Linked DNA regions of Mus musculus: region 2 is linked to region 1. Evidence: chromatin contacts called from public Hi-C data. All regions are on one chromosome and are shown on one strand. The core of a region is the stretch at or near the end of the contact, and the rest is flanking DNA. Distances in the headings are between cores, read along the strand shown. Region 1 overlaps Boc (biregional cell adhesion molecule-related/down-regulated by oncogenes (Cdon) binding protein). Region 2 has its middle 55 kb from the start of Ccdc80.

Region 1 (4,105 bases), core at 900-3,399:
TAGTAGAGCTCAGATCACAGGTTACATTTCACACAGTAAAATGTCATCTTTGTGAGCACACGTATCTGCAAATGGATACAAAGATGCTAGAGGCCACAGAGCCTAGAGAGGCCTCAACCAGAGGCAGCAAGGGCGCTGATATGAATGCAGTCCTTTAAAACGGTTAGGCGCTATTGAGGCCAGTTGGAAGCCAAGCCCAGATGATCCAAGCCACATGATCGAGCCCAGTTAGCTATCTGGAAGCAATGCTCAGGTTTGACACTAGCAGCAGAAATGCTGGACTTTTTTTGATGCAAGGCTCAGGGCTGGGTCCAGATGGACCAATGGCAGCATCATAGTAGAAGCCTCTAGAATGCTTTGTGTGTCAGCAATCCCTGGCACATTTTCTGGGGGTCAGATGACTGGCTAAAGGCTGTTCTCTCACAGTGTTAGATACTCTTCTTTTTATGGTGTCCAGATGAAGGTCGAAGTGTATTAGGTATGTTCTTGGGCCTGTTTGGGTTTTTTCTGATATAATTCTAACACATTCATGTATCTGCATGTTCCCTGTCTACTTTGGTGAGTTGGTAGGTAGTACGGTTTTCCTTGAAAGAATATCCTAAGCCTAACCCATGGTTCATGTTGGACATGGTAGTAGTGTTTGTGCATACCAACACAGCATGAAGAGTCTGCCTCTGGATTTTTGTATTGCTCATGTAAAGGGAGGCAGATTAAGGGCAAGGCCACCTAAAAAGCAATCAGTCGCTGGGCGTGGTGGCGCACGCCTTTAATCCCAGCACTTGGGAGGCAGAGGCATTCGAGGCCAGCCTGGTCTACAAAGTGAGTTCCAGGACAGCCAGAGCTATACAGAGAAACCCTGTTGCAACAAACAAACAAACAAACAAACAAAAAAGCAATCAGTCGTTGCCTCATACGGTATGAAGTAGATTGAAGTAACTCCGTCTCTCCACTCAGCTATGCCTTTCATTGATGAAGGCAAACAGGTGCTAATCATAGCCTTCATTGCTCATTCATTCATGCGTAAAAAAGTTGCCTCAAAACTTAGCTTTAAAAACAAGTTATTGAGCTAGAGGTTAGAGGTCTGTGGGTCTCAGGATCTGGTAGCAGACTTGGGAAACAGGATCCTAGGGAGCCTGGACAACTCCCTTCAGCGTCTGACCATCCTGAAAGAGTACAGTAAGCAGGGTGTCTATACGTTGCTTTTAGTGGCGCACACCAAAACCCATTTTGACATTTACTTTAGGTCACGGAGAGGTAGAAGGCAAAATTAGGTTTTACAAAAATAAAACAAGCTTCCAACAGCCTGTCAAGTTAACTACAGCTCAGATTTGAGCTGCATTAGCAAAGACTGCAAGCATTAGCTCTGCCCATTCCTCTCCTGGAAGTGACCGCTAAAGGCTTCAGTATGTGTTTGAAATCACATATCTTACTTCTTCCCTTGCAGGATTAGACCTCACGCTCTTATAATTTCCATGTTCCTTACACTTATTTCTATAAACACGTTAAAAGCCACTACCTTCCTGAAAATCATGCTGCATTTTGAGGACAGTTCTTATTCAGATTAGCCGTCTTTGTAGAAAAACGGATGCAAGGCTACCGATGGCTAGGTGCAGTACTCCTTTCCACCAGCAGATGGCGGCCTTATCCCAGTCTACCTTAGATCCTGCTTAGCAAATTCTTGGAAAAGCAGTCTGATACAACTCTTAATAAGATTAAATGTGTCAGGCTGAATTCCAACTCCTCATTTTCCTGAAATATACAATCCCTCCCCGCACAATGAATACTCAAAATGTGTGAAGACTTGCATTAAAATGTTCAGTTTCTTATTAAGTCTTGTGCCACACATAAAAGTTTTAAGTTCGCACGCACACACGCACGAATGCACGCTCACACACTTACCCCTATGAATGATCTTTTTGTGGAACAACATTAAATAAATGTTGGCTTGAAATGAGTCAACTCCTCCAGCAATGGTAACTTTAGAATGAAAGGAACCTACTAGGGACCACGTGTTAACGGGTGGCATAGTACTAAGCTAAATGGTGTTTTGGAAGCAATAGTTGGTCTTTTAAAACACACACACACACACACACACACATCCCTACACAAGAAGAATTCACTTCATTCCTTCAATATGGCAGATGCTCACCTCCAGTCCGGCAAGAGAACAGTGAATTTGCTTCCTGTCTGTGTATTCCTTCTTGGAGTAAGCAGTTTGTAGTGTCATGTTACATGAATCCAAATTCAGCATTCATTGTTTAAAGAGACAAAAAAATATGAAAAATATTTGCGACTGTTCCCAGATTTTATCTCTGATGGGTTGGAAATCATCTCGAGCAGGGCTTTACTGCAGCCACTCAAAGACGGGACGCCGGACGTCTAAAGAAAACGCTGACTCACTCGTGACTAAGATGAAGGTTACAAGGAAGACTAAACATTTATTTAGAAGTTACAGTGTTTGTTTTTACAGAGATATGTTGCCACCGATTATTGATTCTGGGAGACTGTTAATGCTTAGAGTGCTGTACACATCTGGGGCTTTTCTCGTGACATCTTGGAAACCTGTCCTGTGCCACCAAATTGGAGTGGCTTCCAGGTGGCTCCAGTCTGCGGCATGATGGCCTTTGCTTTATCCCTGTGTTCTTCATGAACAGTGTGCTTAGGGTCCTTCCACCAAGTGGCCCGAGGGCCTCCTGGTGTCCGTGGTAGCTGCAGGTTCTGGGATCCATCTGCAGCCTGACCATCTATGATACTCATTTCCACTGGTCTCCAGTTACTCAGCTGCTTGCTTTCTGTCTTGTGCCAGAAAGGGGAGGATTCCATATCTCTCCAGAATTATAGAAACACATATACATTTATTTACAAGTGCATAAATATATAAATATGGCTATAATAGAAAAATAAATACCAATTTTTCTCTGTCAACAAACAAACAAACAAACAATATATAGTCTTTCTGGGATATTAGCTTCGGCCTAAATTGTGGGAGGTGGTGTTTCAAAGGACACATGAACTGATGGGCTAGGCGAGAACCGCATCCCACGTTCCTGTCCTGTGTAGGTCCCTGATGGATGCTGGGAACTCCAGTCTCCTCCACCCACTTGGCAGGAGTCAGAACTGTCTACTTCTTCAACTGGTACAAGACCTAAACAGCACTGGGGCCCTGTGAGGGGAAAACGTAGGCGACATTAAAATCTAGACTCACTATGCAGTCCTGCGCTACTCTCTACCTATAGCTGGTCACACTGGCCCTGGAAGGGGAGGACCCTTACAATTCATCTATGTTGGGACCAAAGGCATTAGACTTCAAAGCACTCGACTTGTAGCCATCAGCTACGTACACACAAAACACAAAGGGATGCCCGGCTCTCTCTAGCCAGGCTGTGTTCTACCTCACGATCCAACCAAACCTTGTTTTCATGACGACTGGCCTGGCTTTGGAGCTGATGGTCTTTTAGAATTTCATGTCCTAGAGACAGGGTCTAGGGTCCTCATGGCAGGAGCATGCACCCCCGGGGAAGCTAAGAAACGCCAACTCATCCTCTGAAGTACCAAGTGCCCCAACTAAGTCCTGGTGGATTTGCTAGACGTAGGTAGAGAGGGAGCTATGGGCAGGGGTAGCACCCCCCCCCCCCCCCGGCCATGAACAAGTTTTGTGGGCGTAGACAGTTACTATGGTGACGTGTGCACATGCATGGCTTCCTGGTGACTGATAAGAACCAATCCCTAATTAAGACCTGACAGAACAGAGGATCAGAGAGGCCCCCATGTGATGAGGGGCAGAGAGACTCTGCGAATAGCCCTGAATCTCAAAAACAGAGAGCAAATAGGCTTCTTCCGTTGGAATAGAGGATGCGCTTTCTCTTCAGCCTTTGAGGACCACAGTTAGAGTGTTGGAGTCAGACCATACTGGGAAGGCCTCCTGGCCCTCTAGCCTTTAGTAGCAAATGAGTGGCCATCCATCCCCAACTCCCAAACACTCCCTTGAAGAAGTCCCTTGTCCTTTCTCCTCAAAGCCATCGCTGGGTTATGGGTGACCCCATCAGACAAGATCTCCCTGCCGCCCCTGGCTGACCTGAATGATATGGAGGGTCCCATGAAGATT
Region 2 (4,105 bases), core at 439-2,938, 550 kb after region 1:
GGAGCATTTCGCCATTTACCAGAGAACAGGGCACATATTTAAGGGGTTTAAATGTACCCATGGGAACCTACCGAAACTTAGATGATCTCTAAAAAATGTACAAAATGGGTATGATCTCATGCATTTTCAGATACAAAAGTACTCAAGCTTCTAGGGAGATTCTAGACAGCATCATTTATTAGACAAAAGGCCTTTGCTCTAAGCTGGGAGCAATCTCTGCAACTATAGCCAATAAATGGATAGCAATTCCCCCTCCTGCACTTCTCCTTGGTGTGAATCTCTCTTAATGCAGACATGTGTCTTCAGATTTGATACTTCTTCTAAAGGGCATTTTGGTCTCCTTTGCACTCCTGGCCACACCTATCATAAATGCTCATATTTTTTGGAATGTGTTTGGGGCTGAAGAGCCCCAGGGAAACTCTCACCACCCCAAGTTTGCACCCGCCCTGCACGTGGTCAGCATTCTCATGGGTCACTGCAATGTGGTGAATGAATGCTTCTGGTTCTTAGCAAGCCAATTTGCCTGGGACCGTGGCATCTAACAGTTTATTGCATTAACTTGTTACATTAGGAAGCCTGCATAGGTTAGCTGTGGGAAAATGTCACAGTGCCATGTTTCTGTCTCTAACAGTGTGCAGATTACCCTGCATATGTCTAATAAATTTTCTGAAGTTTTCAGTGTGGCTTTTATATGTGTGTAGGAGGGTGAGAATGTGTATACCATTTAGATTCCACATTGCTAATATAATGTTCTTACACCTCGTTTTCTTCCTGGACACATCTCTGGATTGGATTTTCCAACTTCTTCGCAGTTAAATGTGACTACTTCATTGAGTTCTGGCCAATAGCATTGGGTTAAAGACATCTCTCTTTATACTAGACTTTATGACCCAGGACATCTTCATTTCAACTAACATTCTTAGATACAGGACAGTTTTTATATCTTCCCCATCCTTATCCCCATTCGCATCCCCAAGAAATCATGATTGTCACTAGTGGGATTTGCAGACCAGGCTTACTGCTAAATATTCCATAGTGTAAATAAAGAATGATTCAGCCCAAAATATAGGTGCTAGTTTCTCCATAGAAATAGTTTCCATAGGCTATGTATGGATAGATGCGTCAAAGAGGAGATTCAACTGGGTGGGATTGGCTCACATGGTTCCAGACTGAGAAGTCTCACAAATACTATTTGTTATATGGGGACTCAACAATTCTGGACATGATTCAGGCCAGCTCTGAATACTCAAGAACCAGAAGAGCTGCTGTAACCCTGAGAATGAGGAAGCCCTGAGAAAGCAGACAGTAGGAGGTGGGTGACTCGACTCATGGAGGGAAGGGGGAGAAAGAGGAAAAGTAGAAAAAGAAATAGTGGAGGGAGAAAGGGAGGGAGGGAATGAATTTACATCTTCACCAGGTTGTCTTATTTGGGGCCTCAACAGTTGTATGATGACCACCCACACTGATGAGGGTGGATCTCCTTTCTTGGGCCTACCAATTCAAATGTTAATCTTTCCCAGAAACATCCTCATAGACACACCCAGAAATACTGTTTAACAAGCTATTTGAGAATCCTTTAACCCAGTCAAGTTGACATATAAAATTAGTCATAGCAAATACTGAAGTTGAGAAATGCTGCTTTGAACGCTTCCTCTGTCTGCTGCCTGAACACAAAACATCCACAAGAGAATTCTGAGAACCCAAAGTTGGCTGAGTCACTATGTGGAAGGTTCCTGGAACTCTCAACCTCTGCACAGTGGTTTTTACCGAACAGAGGCTGGCCTATGTCTTTTAAAAAAGAGATTTATTTTTTCTGTGTTAAGTTATTGAAATTTGAGAGCTATTTACAAAGCCATTAAGAAATTAATAATCACAAATAGAAACTCAGTTCTTGGGTAAATTACTTAATCAATCTCATTTTCCTCTTCTACTAATGAAAATATTACTTTTCCTACCTCTGGGTTCTGAGAGTGTTGAATGAATTTGCATACATATAAAACTTAGAACGACACTGATCTGACTGCATAGTTATTTAGCCACAAAATGTCTTTGTTCGGCCATTCATTTTTACAGTGAACTGAAAACCACATGATGAACACTGAGGTCTGTGTTCAAGCCATGGAATTAGCTATATTACAAACACCAGCTCAAGAGATCCCTCTGAAGTACTGTTACTATCCTGGCTGAATTTTCTCAGCTACTTCAGTGTAAGGTAGAGATTTGAGTACATTTTAACTCCCAAACCAATGCCTTTTCTATCATTTTATTACAGTTGTGGGGCAGAAAACACTATGCATTCACTGGTCTACATAGTGAGCTTCAGGACAGTCAGGGCTATATAAAGAGATCCTGTTTCAGGAAAAGGAAAGAAGGAAGGAAGGAAGGAAGGAAGGAAGGAAGGAAGGAAGGAAGGAAGGAAGGAAGGAAGGGAGGGAGGGAGGGAGGGAGGGAGGGAGGGAGGGAGGGAGGGAGGGAGGGAGGGGGAGGGGAGGGGAGGGGAGGGGAGGGGAAGGGAAGGGAAGGGAAGGGAAGGGAAGGGAGGAAGGGAAAGGGAAGAAGGGAAAGGGAAGGGAGAAAGAAAGAAAGAAAGAAAGAAAGAAAGAAAGAAAGAAAGAAAGAAAGAAAGAAAGAAAGAAAGAAAGAAAGAAAGAAAGAAAGAAAGAGAATAATGGTTTGTGGTGCTGCCATTTTCCAAGAACAATTTACTTGAGAGGCTCAGAGTTTTAAGCAAAGTGAGAAACTAAAAGCAAAGACTTCTGTGGATTATAAGCCATTTCTTGACAGTTCTATTGACCAGAACTTTCTGTATTCACAGAACAAGGTCTATGCCTATACTGTTCAGTGTAATAGTACATGTCTCAAATATGGCCCCAGCATTTGGTAAAGTTTCTCCACTTTAGTAGTACCCCAAATGATAGAAATTTGTTTTCTAGAATTTAAATAATTTAGAATTATTTTCTCTCCATTCTTGCCTTCTCTGCCCTATTGATCGATTCACTCCTTGCCCCAATAACACCCAGCCAAAAGAGGTCTATGGATCACCTAACATTCTTTGATTTATTACTCACTGGAAACCTTTAGCAATGACTGCCTGTGGTCTGAAAAAGAAAACATTTCAATACCCTTCATACCAGCCTCCTTTGGCCTTGTTTCTTTTTTTTCTTTTCTTTTTTTTTGGGGGGGGGTGTCGAGACAGGGTTTCTCTGTTTATCTCTGGTTGTCCTGGAACTCACTTTGTAGACCAGGCTGGCCTCAAACTAAAAAATCTGCCTGCCTCTGCCTCCCGAGTGCTGGGATTAAAGGCGTGTACTATCGATATCATTACTTGATGTCTACAACATAGTGGATGTTCTGCTTCATGCTGTACACACACCATGGCCCTGTTTCTACTCTGTTCTACAGTCTGACATTGGGATCAGCTTCTCAGACCAGAGACCCTTCTCTTCAGGTCTGTCTCTGAATACGGTCCTGAGCATGGTCCAGTTGCTTACTGTCCTTGTCTGCCTTTCGTTCTTGTCTACCTTATAATATGCAGCTATTGAGGAACTAAAGTATGGATAATTCAATGAGACTAAAGCTTAGATTTTATTTCTGACTTATTTAAAAAGCTGCGCGTTGCTGTTTCACTGAACAGTGTGGTTTTATAACACAAATGCCATCAAGCTGGGCAGAGTTTTGGTTTGTTCATTGTGTCTTAAGTGCTCAGAGATATTCCTGATACACAGTACCTGCTCAATTGGTATATAGTATATCGATTTTAGCCCATGTGAGAGATTGTTTGTAAGGAAGTCATGCAATATAATAAAAATATATAATACTATAATGCAGTATAAAGTAGAATAATGTAATAAAAGAAAAACTGTTAGTGTACATACATACTAAACTTTAGTTTGCTCCTACTCATCCTGCAGAAGCATGCTTGACACATGTTATTTCATTGCTATTTTGGATTCATAGGGTTTCCTACCAAATATAGATATATCCAAATAAAGTTATACTCTACCTACTACCATGTGTGAGCCTGTTCTTCCAATGGGCTATCCTGGAGATAAGTTCCACTAGCCTGTTTCTTTCCCCTATGGCACCACAACATCAGTGCCAAGAG

What was found. Hi-C and Micro-C count contacts between places; a contact is called where the count stands out from the background.
Region 2: a Hi-C map of the G1E-ER4 cell line shows a contact between it and region 1, with 2.2 times the contacts expected there. The contact joins two enhancer-like sites. A contact is called at or near these places in 2 of 15 datasets of contacts at CTCF or cohesin (large pre-B cells and pro-B cells), 14 of 484 Hi-C or Micro-C datasets (the AtT-20 cell line, B cells, the Ba/F3 cell line and 7 more), 3 of 115 datasets of contacts at active chromatin or transcription factors (all in embryonic stem cells) and 1 of 9 other capture datasets (embryonic stem cells).

What each region holds. Positions count from the first base shown.
Region 1 is chr16:44,482,637-44,486,741 of GRCm38.p6, forward strand. It overlaps Boc (biregional cell adhesion molecule-related/down-regulated by oncogenes (Cdon) binding protein), which reads right to left. Exons shown (of 19, transcript NM_172506.2): 18 at 4,076-4,105; 19 at 2,409-3,163. The coding sequence ends at 2,976. It also overlaps a transcript of Cfap44 not described here. Among named protein-coding and RNA genes, the nearest start is that of Gm30064, 46 kb to the right of the region's middle. Within about 2 kb of position 2,150, at least 19 of the 459 cell types and tissues checked have an H3K27ac peak or open chromatin away from gene starts, as enhancers often do. A contact at or near this core is called in the Ba/F3 cell line and the G1E-ER4 cell line, where this site is marked.
Region 2 is chr16:45,037,198-45,041,302 of GRCm38.p6, forward strand. It overlaps a transcript of Cd200r3 not described here. Among named protein-coding and RNA genes, the nearest start is that of Ccdc80, 55 kb to the right of the region's middle. Within about 2 kb of position 1,689, at least 106 of the 459 cell types and tissues checked have an H3K27ac peak or open chromatin away from gene starts, as enhancers often do. A contact at or near this core is called in the Ba/F3 cell line and the G1E-ER4 cell line, where this site is marked.